4 separate regions of the Sus scrofa genome follow, and regions 2, 3 and 4 are each linked to region 1. Evidence: chromatin contacts called from public Hi-C and targeted proximity ligation data. All regions are on one chromosome and are shown on one strand. The core of a region is the stretch at or near the end of the contact, and the rest is flanking DNA. Distances in the headings are between cores, read along the strand shown.

Evidence for each region. Hi-C and Micro-C count contacts between places; a contact is called where the count stands out from the background.
Region 2: a contact with region 1 is called in a targeted proximity ligation map of skeletal muscle, with 4 times the contacts expected there. A contact is called at or near these places in 1 of 5 promoter capture datasets (liver), 4 of 47 Hi-C or Micro-C datasets (embryonic fibroblasts, fetal heart ventricle, fibroblasts and 1 more) and 1 of 2 datasets of targeted methods (skeletal muscle).
Region 3: a Hi-C map of omental adipose tissue shows a contact between it and region 1, with 2.2 times the contacts expected there. A contact is called at or near these places in 2 of 5 promoter capture datasets (fetal skeletal muscle and liver), 2 of 47 Hi-C or Micro-C datasets (embryonic fibroblasts and omental adipose tissue) and 1 of 2 datasets of targeted methods (skeletal muscle).
Region 4: a targeted proximity ligation map of skeletal muscle shows a contact between it and region 1. A contact is called at or near these places in 1 of 47 Hi-C or Micro-C datasets (skeletal muscle) and 1 of 2 datasets of targeted methods (skeletal muscle).

The regions. Positions count from the first base shown.
Region 1 is chr3:103,813,837-103,817,111 of Sscrofa11.1, reverse strand. It overlaps CRIM1 (cysteine-rich motor neuron 1 protein), which reads left to right and starts at 1,656. Exons shown (of 16, transcript XM_021087639.1): 1 at 1,656-2,067. The coding sequence starts at 1,755.
Region 2 is chr3:103,636,651-103,639,569 of Sscrofa11.1, reverse strand. All of the region lies in intron 12 of CRIM1 (cysteine-rich motor neuron 1 protein), which reads left to right. Among named protein-coding and RNA genes, the nearest start is that of FEZ2, 72 kb to the right of the region's middle.
Region 3 is chr3:103,682,617-103,685,633 of Sscrofa11.1, reverse strand. The region is part of intron 7 of CRIM1 (cysteine-rich motor neuron 1 protein); the gene reads left to right. Among named protein-coding and RNA genes, the nearest start is that of FEZ2, 120 kb to the right of the region's middle.
Region 4 is chr3:103,564,916-103,568,117 of Sscrofa11.1, reverse strand. It overlaps FEZ2 (fasciculation and elongation protein zeta-2), which reads right to left and starts at 1,904. Exons shown (of 8, transcript XM_003481247.4): 1 at 1,607-1,904. The coding sequence starts at 1,860. It overlaps LOC110260145 (a long non-coding RNA gene), which reads right to left. Exons shown (of 3, transcript XR_002342996.1): 2 at 2,273-2,351; 3 at 1,977-2,145.

The sequences.
Region 1 (3,275 bases), core at 407-2,906:
ACAAGATCTGGTTTTATTTTTCACACTGACCCAAATCACTTTTTATTAATTCACTAATTTTATTGACCATGTAACACATCCTGTAATGGTGGGCCATTACAGAGCCAATCATTTTGAGAACCTTTTCTGACAGCTACATAAAAGAAACAAGGATGCATGACTTCAGCTGTTTCTTTACCTGGTTTAACACAAAGAATATTTACCCCAGATCTTCTTTATTAGTAGGTTCACAATAAATGAAAAATTGAAAACCCACCACATCTGTCCACGAGCTTGGGAAAGGGGCAATGTGAGATGACATTAATGATGCATAAAATACGCAGGTCCAATCATGTCAAGACTTGTCGTAATCCAGTGTTCAGCCTTACTCAAGGGAGAAAAATTCACCTCCACTTTCCACTCGCCCCCTCCGATAATGTAGTACCTCGGCACAGACGGCAGAGCGACGAAACAGACAAGATGTAGGCAGTTAAAATGCAACTCAAGCTACGGAGGCCCCCAACAGTCGTCCCCCCGCCCCGGAATATTTACCTAGACGATTTAAAGCACTTAATTAATTCACCAGCAGCTTCGCTGGAGGCGTCTCGAGCTTCCCGAGACTCCATTACATAAGATCTTTTACAAAGTCTATTCCCAGCTCCAGTGGAAGATGGATTCTCGTCCAGTTTTGCGGAGGTTCCATGCATTTGCTTCCCTTTCCCGGGGTTCGATCCGGCGGGTACTCCAGCCAAGGGCTGCAGCAATTCTCCCCCACCCCGCCCCGAGCTCCGGGGTCCCCAGCCATTCTCGGAACTCAAAGCCGGCACCGGAGGTGCAGCCGTCTCGCCCTCAGGACTCCCAGGCCAGCCACGGTGGACCTGGGGCCGGCGGGCGCTCGGGACGCCGCGACTCTGGTAGCTCGCCGGATGCGCCTCGCTCCCCGAGCCGCAGCGAGCGGGCGACGCCAGAACGGGCGAGGCGCGCGAAGACCCCGCTGCAGGGCCGGCTCGGTGCGCCGGGCTCCGGAGGCACAGGAGGAGCGTGGGGGGGGTGGGGGGAGGCGTGCGAGGGAGGAAGGGCCCGGCCGCCGGGTAGGGAGGGCGGAGGAGGGGGAGGGAGCCGGCCGGGCCGGGAGGGGTGGGGGGCAGCCAATGAGCGGCGCGCGGCGCGGGCTGGGGGATGAGGTAGGATGGGGGAGGGCGCAGCCGGAGCGGCAGAGGCTCGAGCCATAAACAAGCGCCCGGAGGAGCGGCGCAGGAGTGAGGCGAACCAGGCGCGCGGAGCGGACGCCGCGGACCTTCTGCTGCGCCACCGCGCCCACTCGGCTGCTCGGGAGGCGGGGACCGGCCCGGAGGCTGCGCCGCCACCGCAACCGCCACTGCCGCGGGGCCGGCCGACGCGGAGGAGGAGAGGGAGGAGGCGCCGCCAGCCGGAGCTGGAGCCGGGCGCAGCCGCTGCCGCCGCCGCCAGAAGTTTGGGTTGAACCGGAGCTGCCGGGAGGAAACTTTTTTTCTTTTTTCCCCCTCCCTCCCGGGAGGAGGAGGAAGAGGGGAGGCCCCCGCTGGCGCCAACGCTAGTGGGCTCGGGGTCGGCGCGGCCCGCAGAGGGGGCGGGGGCCTCGCCCCGCCAGGGGAGGCGCGCCCCGGGGGCCCCGAGGGGGGCGGCGAGGACCGCGGGCTGCGGGTGCGGCGGCGGCGGCGCGTGTGCCCCGCACAGGGGAGGGCGCCCGCCCCGCTCCCGGCCCGACTGCGAGGAGGAGGCGGCGGCGCAGGAGGATGTACTTGGTGGCGGGGGGCAGGGGGCTGGCCGGCTCGCTGCTGGGGCTCTTGCTGCTGCTGGCGCGCTCTGGCACCCGGGCGCTGGTCTGCCTGCCCTGCGACGAGTCCAAGTGCGAAGAGCCCAGGAGCTGCCCCGGGAGCATCGTGCAGGGCGTCTGCGGCTGCTGCTACATGTGCGCCCGCCAGAGGAACGAGAGCTGCGGCGGCGCCTACGGGCTCCACGGAGCCTGCGACCGGGGGCTGCGCTGTGTCATCCGCCCCCCGCTCAATGGCGACTCCATCACCGAGTACGAAGTGGGCGTCTGCGAAGGTACGGCCGCCCGCCGCGTGCCCCCTCCCACCTGGCCCGCGCCGCCCCCTCTGCGCTGGCTGCGCGGAACAAAGTTTGGCTGAGACTTTCCCGAGGAGAGAGGGCTCCGCGGGAGGAGGGATGCCCCCGCCCCCGGCAGAGAGCCCCGCGTCCCTGGGTTCCCGCTCGCTGTTCCCCCTGATGCCTGGCAGGCCGCGGTTGAGGTTGGATTTCGTGGGTGGAGGCTAGAGAGAGGGGAGTCGCCCCCGGCCGCGTACAGAAGCTCACACGTGTGGCCTATCGGGCTGCGGCTGGGTGGGGTGTCCCGGCTGTGCTCCCCGACGTGGGGGCGCCACGGGCAGGGGGCACTGCAGAGGCTGTCGCGAGCCCCTCGGGGAGTCCAGCCCCTGCCGCCCTCCCCGCACTAGCGCAGTGTGGAACCAAGTGCTTCACCGTGTCCGCAAAAGTCCATTTTCTGCTGGCGGAGACGTGTCTCCAGCTCACACTCCCTGTGTGACTCTTTTATTATTTTTTCCTTGCTCTTTTCCGTCACCCCCTTCCTCCTCCTGCGCATATAAATCAATTTCAGCTCCGGAATATGTCAGCCCAAGGGAAGTTACATACGGTGGTTACTCATTTATTTGCCTATTGAAAATGGTCAGAGGCTTTCTCTCCTGAATGAAGGGGCGGAGAGCGGGGGGCTTGGACCTAGGGGTGAAAAGTTGTTTCTATTAGAGGCTGCTTTTTAAGATCAGATATCCACGTGTTTCTAATCGTGTTGCCAGTTACTTCTATTTGTGTGTTTAATGGCGAGGATTGTTCTGCTGGTTTTTCCACTAAGTATTGTGCACCGCGGTGTCTGATGGAGGGAGAGTGATTAGATTCGTGGAGCCTTCCTCCGTGGGAGAAGCACTGTTGGGGGTGTAAACCTTAAGCCCTGGCCACCAGCCTCGGGGGGCCTGGTCCGATTTAGGGGTCTTAAGAGAAACACTGAGTTCTTTTTATTTGGTTACTGGGAGGACTCAAGGAGCATCAGTTAAAAGTGAGATCCCTCCTTGGGCTGACGTTGACGTTGATGCTGTTTGGAGGTATCCGGGTGTTTGAGCGGAGAGCTGCATCTGGAGGAACTGAGAGGAGGAGGGACAGGCGCCCTCTGCCCTGCCCCTTCCTTAATACTTAGAGCCAGCATGCATGAGACCAGAGAGGGATTTATTCGGAAGCATCCTTCT
Region 2 (2,919 bases), core at 35-2,534, 180 kb after region 1:
AAGCCATAATGTTATGATACTGGCATCTTCATTGGAACATTTTTCACAGCTGTTTCTCCAGTGTGTTTTCTTAACATTAAAATCTTCTGTGTATTGGAAAGAGAATGTACTTTGGAGCCAAGGCATGATGATCCCATCTCTGGCACGTTCTAGCTCTATGTCTTGGTATAGGATATAACTCTAGCTCTGTTTCCTCATCTGTAAGATGGGAATGATAATATTGTCCTGTGCTTCACTAAAGGGCCATGAAAATTAAGTGACAGGATATGCCTATGTGAAAGCACTTTATAAACATGGAAAAGGATAGGAATACATATTGGCTCATCCAGTTACAGGTCTCCTAACACGAGGTGCGCATGAGCTGAGGAGAAGGCATCAAATGGAATCTGGTGCCTCATTTTACATGCAGAACCTGCCTTTTTGCAAGAGAAGGGCCTGGATGTCACATCCCAGTGACAGGATTTTAAAGGATGAGAATATTTGAGAAAAGGCTTCAGTGGTGCACACTCTTGGCTTCTGGAACCCGTGACCACTTCAGTCACCTCAGTGTGACCCAGGTGAAAGCAGTGTGCAGTCTAAGGCTTTGTAGTGCTGCGGTGTTGGGGCAGTGCCTGGCCCCAGACCTCAGAGCTTCACTGTCCTCTCCTGCCTCTGGACAACGTTGCCATGGGAGAGAGAAGGCACGCTTTTATTTTTCTGTTTGCCGGAAGAGACGAGTCCCATCTGAGGAGTCTGTGTCTGCAGGATTCACCGTGATTCCTGGAAGCAGAGCATGTGGCGTGTGTAGTCAGATTGCCCCCGTCTGGAGGAGACAGCCTGTGCCTCCTGATCTTCAGAGCTCCCCGTTCCTGTGGCCCCTGCACTGCACTCCTGGGGCTCCCACTTCCTGCTGAGCGATTTCAGCGAAAGGGAAGGGAAGCAGGGAAGCGGGGTGCTTTTCTGTGTATTGTTTGGAGGGTGTAAGACGGAAAACATTCTGGTTGTCAGGCCCTGTGCTAACTTGGAACTGGTCTAAAGTTGTTGCAACAAAAATAAACAGGGTTTGATTTCAGTTTGTTTAGGTCTTGCCCTCCACCCTAGGAAGCATCTCATCCTGCTTATCCCATAAGCAGCTTTCTCTTCTCACTTCAGTATCCTCCCCAGGCCCCCGGCTGTGTAAACAGACATTCAAGTTGTTCTAGTTAAGTTGGGGGAAACCTCTGAATGGCATCGTCTTATCTAGGCTCCAGCCCCATGTTCTTAATTCACAGACGTCTGCTGCACAGAAGGGAGGCCAGCACCCGTGTTTCCAGAGAGATTAGTAGCAGGTGCCTCTCGCCTCTTATTTCTGTCCAGGAAGCCAACTCTGACTGTGTACCGTCTCATGAGGGAGAGGAGGACACCCCTCTAGGAGGATTACACTTTGTCCAGGAGATGCAATCAGACTAAAGTCAGTCCGCAGAGCCTGCAGGAGGCTGCTGGTGGAGTCTTCCTGGCAGCACTCGGGCTGCAACAGGGTGAACCACCTCTAGTAGGTGCAGAAACTCCTCTGGTGCAGAAACCAGCCACTCTGGGAAGCCCAGTGACTTCTACCTCACAGTTTTCTTAACAAGACTTTATATTCTGATTCTCACGTACATAGTTTCCTTTAAGTTCTGAAGGAAACTTTGTTTTCCTTCTTAGTCAGCCCTCCTTGACTGTCATGGTTCCTGCCTGCCTTTTAGACTACATTATCTATTTTCAGAATGATTTCTGTGTGTATCATCTCCATGTGCCTGTATGTGCATCTTGGATTGTAAAGCCATACAAGACGAGACCTTTTTTAAAGTTGACAGTAATATGTTTCCTTGAACTTCTATATGTGAAGTGCTTAATCAGCCCATAACAGATGCTTAATACAAGGATTAGCAAGTTCTGTTATTGAGAAACTCTGTCTCCTGGCATGCAGTAGGAGTCAGCCAGAAGTCACCATGTTTACTAGTTCAGTGAGAATTCAGGAACGTTTATACTTTCTCTGTTCACTAGGAACCCTGTGCCATCCATCACCTCTTCTTTCCCGTATGTTGAAGAAACCTGAAAGGCTCTCTTGGCCTTTATAAAGAGACCTCGACTCCCATCCCAAGAAACAGAATAAAATAAAGCAAGAAGGGGACGTCCAAGAAAAGTCTTAAAACTGGGGTCAGATCTGCCTTTGGTTAAATTAAGGCATTATGTGGAGGTAGGAGTCAGCCTACCTGGCAATATTTGCCTCAGGTTTTTCTTTTTATATAAGTGAATTAAGAGCATGTGCTTTATGTATTAGAAGCTAGATGTTACAAGATAAAGTACTCAAGGTTTGAGGTAAATCAATAAATACGTTTTGCATTTTTAGCCAAAAACCTTTCATCGTTTGCTGATGGAATTACTGTGTATTAGAACTCTGCCTCACCAAAAGCGTCTAGGCCACCTGTGTCTGTTTTTCATAAGACTTCAGTTGAGTTCCACTCTTATATTCTTTTAGTCTAGGAAGGTCCAGCAAGCCAGCATATTCAAAATCAGGGAGTTCCCTTCACGGCTCAGGGGGTTAAGGACCCGATGTTGTCTCTGTGAGGATATCAGCGTTGCTGTGACTGTGGTGTAGGCTGGCAGCTGCAGCTCTGACTCAACCCTTAGCTAAGGAAGGTCCATGGCTGTAAAAAGAAAAAAAAAAAAAAAAATCCGTCATCGTCTTCTTTGTCCGCAGATCTCTATCCATTTCTTAGTGACCTCATTTATTTGCTCAGAGTTCTTCTTCGTTGTGATTTCTCTTTGTCTCCACTTTATGTTTTAAAAAAATTTGTAAAGTAGAGCTGGTTTCTCAAACAGGAGGCACTCACATTCCATTGATTCTCTAGATGGGGCATTTGTGCCCAACATGTGCCCTGCTTGGGATCTAAAAATTCAAGGATCTCACAGGCCAGC
Region 3 (3,017 bases), core at 259-2,758, 130 kb after region 1:
CAATTAGGGACTGAGAATAATCTACGAGTTTATTTTCCAGTAATGCCAGGCATAAATGCTATCTAGGTTGATTCCTAATGTCAGAGAGACCCTAAGGACAGAGCGCCATTTTCTGTTTTTAAATATCTCTTTGTTTTATAATTAAAGGTAAAATGAGGTGCGGGGGAGGGATTTTTTGGCTGCAGGATGTAATGACACAACTGTGATGACACAGCGAGAAAAATGCAGGCTTTGTGGGCAAGTGTGAGGCCAGCTCGGCTGTGACACCCAGTGCAGAAGACAAGTCCACCATCCCTGATCACACTTGATGTCAAATCTGATCTGCTCTCTCATCTCGGGCCATGGCTGGACCCTGCTCAGGTGGACCTGAGTATTCTTTAGGCCAGTGTGTGCAGTCTCTCCAGCTGGGAGGATTGATGGTTTCAATGACCTTGGGGATGTCAGAGCCAACACCAGGAGTATCATTTTTCAAGAACTGGGAACAACATAGGTAATATTTTACAAGGTAGCATTCAGTATCAGGAGTTGAGTTTGCTAGTAAACAAATTCCGTACTTATGGTTGGGCAAATGGGTACTTTGCTTTATACTCTTTCTGTTTCTCTGAAACAAAAGCAAAATCCACTTCCCATTTCACACAGGAAATCACAGCCTTATTTGTAGATCATTACAGCTAAATACCAGGTATATTATTCTATCTACTTCAGTATTTTATTTTTAAATTTTTTTAGTTAAAATATAGTTGATTTACAATGTTGTGCTAATTTCTGTTCCTCAGCACAGTGGCCCAGTTGTACGTATGCATACATTCTTTTTTAACGTTCTCTACTTTAGTATTTTAAAGATTTTTCCATAATACAAACTTTGAGTGTTACCTACAGAGTTATTATCTGAAACTGAGCTGAGTTTCAGGCAGGCCTTATCATTCTGCTAACCTGGACTTAACCAGCTCTTGAAGTGAGAGAGTAAGAGATTGATTCGCTGCCTCTGGATCCTTAATAATTCTCTGGACCTTTGATGGAATGGGATTAAAGCAAACCATCAACTCTCTTTCTTCCTGCCACCTGGCTTTCTTGGATCCCTTACTTGGGGACTCCTGTCCCTGCTTGGGACAGTGTTGAAGAGAGGGTATTAGGCACATCTCGACCTCTGTGGATTTAGTAAGCCCCTTCAGCCTCAGCGCATTCACTAGATTGTGTGCTGTGGTCCTCTGAGGGCCTAGAGGTCTTTGAGCTGCCGAGGAGACTGTCCTTCTTCTTGTTCAGTACTCATGTTCTGGGAGCGCTCTGTTCTTCCCTGAAAATTCTGATGGTAGAGTTTGAATCCAGCTACCCTTCAAATGAGATTTCTACTGGGCTGCCGGAAAAGTCTGTACCAGGCACATATCTGGGTGGGAATTCCTTGAAATAAGAAAAATATGTTTCTAGCCCTGCCCATAATACTTCCTCACCAAACAGTATCTCAAATGATTAAGCTACTGCTTCTGTGGCAAGGAATCAAACATAGTTTGGCTGACCCAAGAGGCAGTGAAGTCAAAGATGCCACAGGGTCACATGATATTAGTGTTCTGGTACTTAAAAGGGATCAAAACTCAGTTTATGGGTGGTATTGCTTCAGTGCCATATACTATGCTATAATTAGTAGGCCAAGAATAATAAAATATTCATAATAGTTCAAAGACTGTTAGGCATGTTGTTTCATCCTTTAACTCTAAGTGTCCTGGAAACTAGTTCCATAAATGGAAATTAAAATATAGCCCAGTGTGGTTTTTTTCCTTGCTTGTCCAAATAAGGTCATATATGAGGTAACAAACGCATAGCCATGATCATGTGTCAGCCTGGGTAGGCCTTTAACCTAAGCATCTGAAATTGTTCATGAATGAATATCAGTATTTTTTATTTTCTCTGGGAATGTAAAGTATCTCTAGGTATTTCAAACATTAGAATGTTATAGTCCAGAGCTGATTCTGAAACACGCAATTAGAGAAACCTCTGCCTCTGATTTTCCAGCATTCAGCAAGCAGTTCTGGCTGTTAAGCAGTTCCCTGTTGAAGTAGCCTGCAAGGGGCAGGTTCCTCTTTATTTCCTCTGCTGTCCACTTCCCACACCTAAAAGGGCATTATTGCCAGGAGTCTCATAATTTTCCTACAAAGATAATAATCGAATCTAATACTTCAGACTTGGGCCTGCTAATTTTCATCTAATCAACAGAGGCAGGAAAACATAGTCTGGAATGCCAACTATGTGAATGAAAAATATTTAGTCATTCTTGAAATGATAGGAATGTTTTTCCAACAAGCTTAAATAAACACAATCCCTACTGAGACTGTGTTAGACTTTTTTGGATAAGAGACAACTCTTAGGCAACCAAACAGAAGTTAATGAAGGTTATTAAGAGGTATGCCCTTCGGAAAAGGCTTGTGGATGTTAAAAAGAAGGTTTCCATTTTCTTTATGGTACAACCATTGATCAGAAGCAGCAGAACTGATTTCCTTTTAGCTTTTGTCAATTTAATAGAATTTAACATTTTAACTGGTAATCACATTGTTTACCTTTCAAGGTATGTCCTGCTTTGCTAGCCGTGGCTTATTAGGCCATCTTAGTTTAAAATCCTCACCTGCATCTCCTTCCACTAATTGCCTCAATTCTAAGGAATGAATTGGTCTCAACAGACATGTATTTAAAGCACCTGACAGTACTTTTTATGTAAAGCTTTTCTATTTGTTCCCACCAAAACAAGGTTCAACTATAAAGTAATAAAATTATTTTAAACAATAAGAAATTAATTGTAACCGTACCAGGATGTACACATCCAAGTGGCATGCTTTTCCTTTCAAAATAGATGAAAAAAAAACTGTACAGCTATTGCAGGAATACAGCCATCCAGAATATTTTTGGTACTTCTCTGCTGAAACTGAGGTTAGCAAATCCTTTTGAATATCCTTAGCTTTGTAAACCCCTGACTTTAAAGGTTTATTAGACTCTAGGAAACAGTCAGAGTCATTCAAATCTAAGTCTGG
Region 4 (3,202 bases), core at 655-3,154, 250 kb after region 1:
TTAATTTGTGTACAAACCACTAATCCACTTTGAGAAGTTACTCTTGATAAACCCAAATATATAATAAACACACTTTTAAAATCCAGAGTATGTCCCAAGTCTAGTGATTCTGAGTATATAGACCTATGGAATATGTTTAACACTATCTTCTCTTTGAGAATAGATTTTTTTTTCAATGTCCTCTTTTGCCATTGACTGCATGCATATCTGTGTATGTAATAACAACCACAAATTCTTCGCTCTATGCCTCCCTATCCAAAGATATGGTCTCCAAGCATAGCTGGGGGGAACCACTGCTAAGCCATGCTTACAGGTCCCCATTCCCAACCCCCTCTTTCCAGATAAGTCTTCTGATTCACAGGAAAAGAGACCATCAGGTGACAGGCCTCTTCCTATGCCCATGGATCTTTCTCTCCCAAGAATTCTTCCCTAACCTCTAATCTCTCCATTCCATCAATGCTCTGAAAACCCATCTCTGCCCACAACCTCAGTGTTAATTTCACCCTCTACCTCTCCCATGGCTCCTGTCCCCAGACATTATAATACTATCAAATTCCCACACTCTCCTTCCGGTATCTTTTAGAGTAAAACCATGGTATATAATTACAACCCTTATTTAACCAAATTATAACTAGGGTTCTAGAAGTTTAAATAAATTCTGTCCCTCCATCCCCCTAGCTTTCATAAATCCCTGTGAATTTTCTATCATTGTGCTTAGATGATTTCTGTAATAATTACCTGTTTATGCACTGGTCTCCCTGTGAGACTAGAAGATCCTTACGATTAACAACCAGAGCTTTCTGGTTTTGCCTCTGAGGGGACTTGCACACTACCTGGGCTCTCAGATGGAACCAATAAATTCCTGTGGCATAAATGCTGCTTCAATGTTGGTACCTTTGCATGTGCTATATCCCTGAGCTAGAATAGTAAACCTCTCTTCACCTGCCAGGCAAACTACCACTCATCCATCAGGATCCAGTTTTTCACTTTCTCTATAGTCTCTCTCTCTCTGTCTCTCTCTTTCACACTCACACTGGCCCTTTTAAATCCCCCATATTTTGCACATATATCCCCTAGAGCGTTTGTCACACCCGTACAAATGTTTGTTTACAAATCTAACTCCCACCCTAGGTTGCGCTCAGCTTGAGAGGGGTAACAGTCAGTCATCTTGGTATTCCCAGTGAGAAGCAGCTTCTGGCACTTAGCAGGCGCTTAATAAATTCGAGTTGAATGAATGAAAGGCTACACAAGTCCCCGAGAAGGTACTCTAGCTAACTACAGCGTTCTATATAAGGAGACTCCCCTCTAAACCGAATAGGTTTGATTTCTAGGAAGGAAGAGAGGTTAAGGGCTGAGGCAGACATGGGAGCAGGGGATTTAAATTGCCAGAGGCTCAGAGGCCGAAAGCCCCAAGGAAGAAGGTGGGAGAACAGGCAGGGGCGGGACTCCAGAGTAGACAGAGGCGGAAGAAGGGCGCTGGGAGGAGCCTTCGGCCGGAGTCCCGCCAAGGCTGCGGACCGAGGGCGGGCTAGGAGCGGGCAGGGCGAGGGGCTGGACGAGGGGCAGTGGGAGCTCCCGCCCGCTCCCGGCCGGCGCCCACACTCACTCGTCCCCCTGCAGGAGGCTGCACTCGGTGATGGGCCGCACCGCCGCCCTCGGGGGCTCGGCGCCAGGACCCAAGGGGCGGAAACACAGGCTCAGTTTCTCCTCCAAGCTGCAGGCCAGCGCCCGGAAGCCATCGCCTCCCCCGTCCGGCCCTGCCCCGGAGTCGGGGCTCGCGTTACAGTTTTCCTGGTCCTGGAGGCTCCGGGCCGGCTCCTGGAACTCATAGAAATCCTGCCAGTCCCCGTCAGCCGCCATCGCCGCCCGGTGCTGTCGCGCGCCCCGCCCCGGCCCCGGCCAGGCCCCTCCCCGCCGTCAGGCCCCGCCCCGGAGCACCGCCCCCACCCTATGCCCCGCCCCCACCCACCCGCCAGGGCTTGAACTTGTGCTGGGACTCCCAGGTTAGGGGTCTTGCCTTTTCCTGAGCCTTCTAAGTTGATCGAGGTCCCGGTAGAAATGGAAACCTTAACTGCGTTGAGTCATTTCCTATAGTCGATCATTCAAGAATAGCTGCTTCTTTGATTTCCTTAGTGGGAACCTGGCCTAAATGAGGCCGAAATAAAGGACTTCTTTAAACTTGCACCAGGTGTTGGACTATTCCCCAAATCATTCCCCCAGGGCAACCTGCTCCTTCCGGTAACTTTCCAACCAGAAGGTCAACCATAATTACTTGGAAATGCTTAAGTAGTAGCCAAATTCATTCCACAAATGTTTTATGTTTCTCACAGCCAAATCATGGGCTAGATCCTCTGTAACACACAAAGATGAATGATTATGAATAGTATTTGCAAAGCCCCTGGAACATTGCCTGACAGTAAGTACCAAATAAGGTTATATAATTAATACATGACTGCTCCCCACAAGGGGCTTACGATGTAGCTAGAGTGATAAAACTAGAAATCAATTCTGTATATCAAATAAAAAAGTATTATTGGAAGTAGAGAAGTACTATTTAGTGTCTATTGAGTTTGTTTTAGCAAGATGAAAGTTCTGGAAATGGGTGGTGCTCAAGATTATGAATGTACTAATACCACTGAACTGTACACTTAAATATGGTTAAGATGGTAATTTTATGTCCATTTTACCATTAAAAAAAATAAGGGAAAAGCTATGATTCTGAGGGAGTGGAATATGTAGAGGCAATAAATACCTAGAAGTTGACAGGAGCATTATCTTTGGACTGTAATAATCAAATATTTCATTTAGAAATTGGGACAGGAGTTCCTCCTGTGGCTCTTCTGCCTGGTGCCGTGAGTAAAAGGAGCCGGCACTGCCACAGCTGCAGGGTAGTACTGGCCTGAGAACTCCATATGCCCCCAGGGGGGCCAAAAAAAAAAAAAACAGGAAAAAAAAAGGAGGGGGAGGACATAATTGGGTCACAAAAGATGAATTACTATTTTGAAAAATAAATATGAAGTTAATATAGAACTAAGATTTTTCCCAGTTTGATTTATCCATGTCTTGACAACATGGAAACCTATCCTCAAGAATACATGTTAATATAAAAACTTCCTATTTACCTTTCCAATGAATTTTATCTCGTATTTCAATGATTTGTCCCATATTTAATAAGATACTTCTATGAATTGAACCCAAGAAA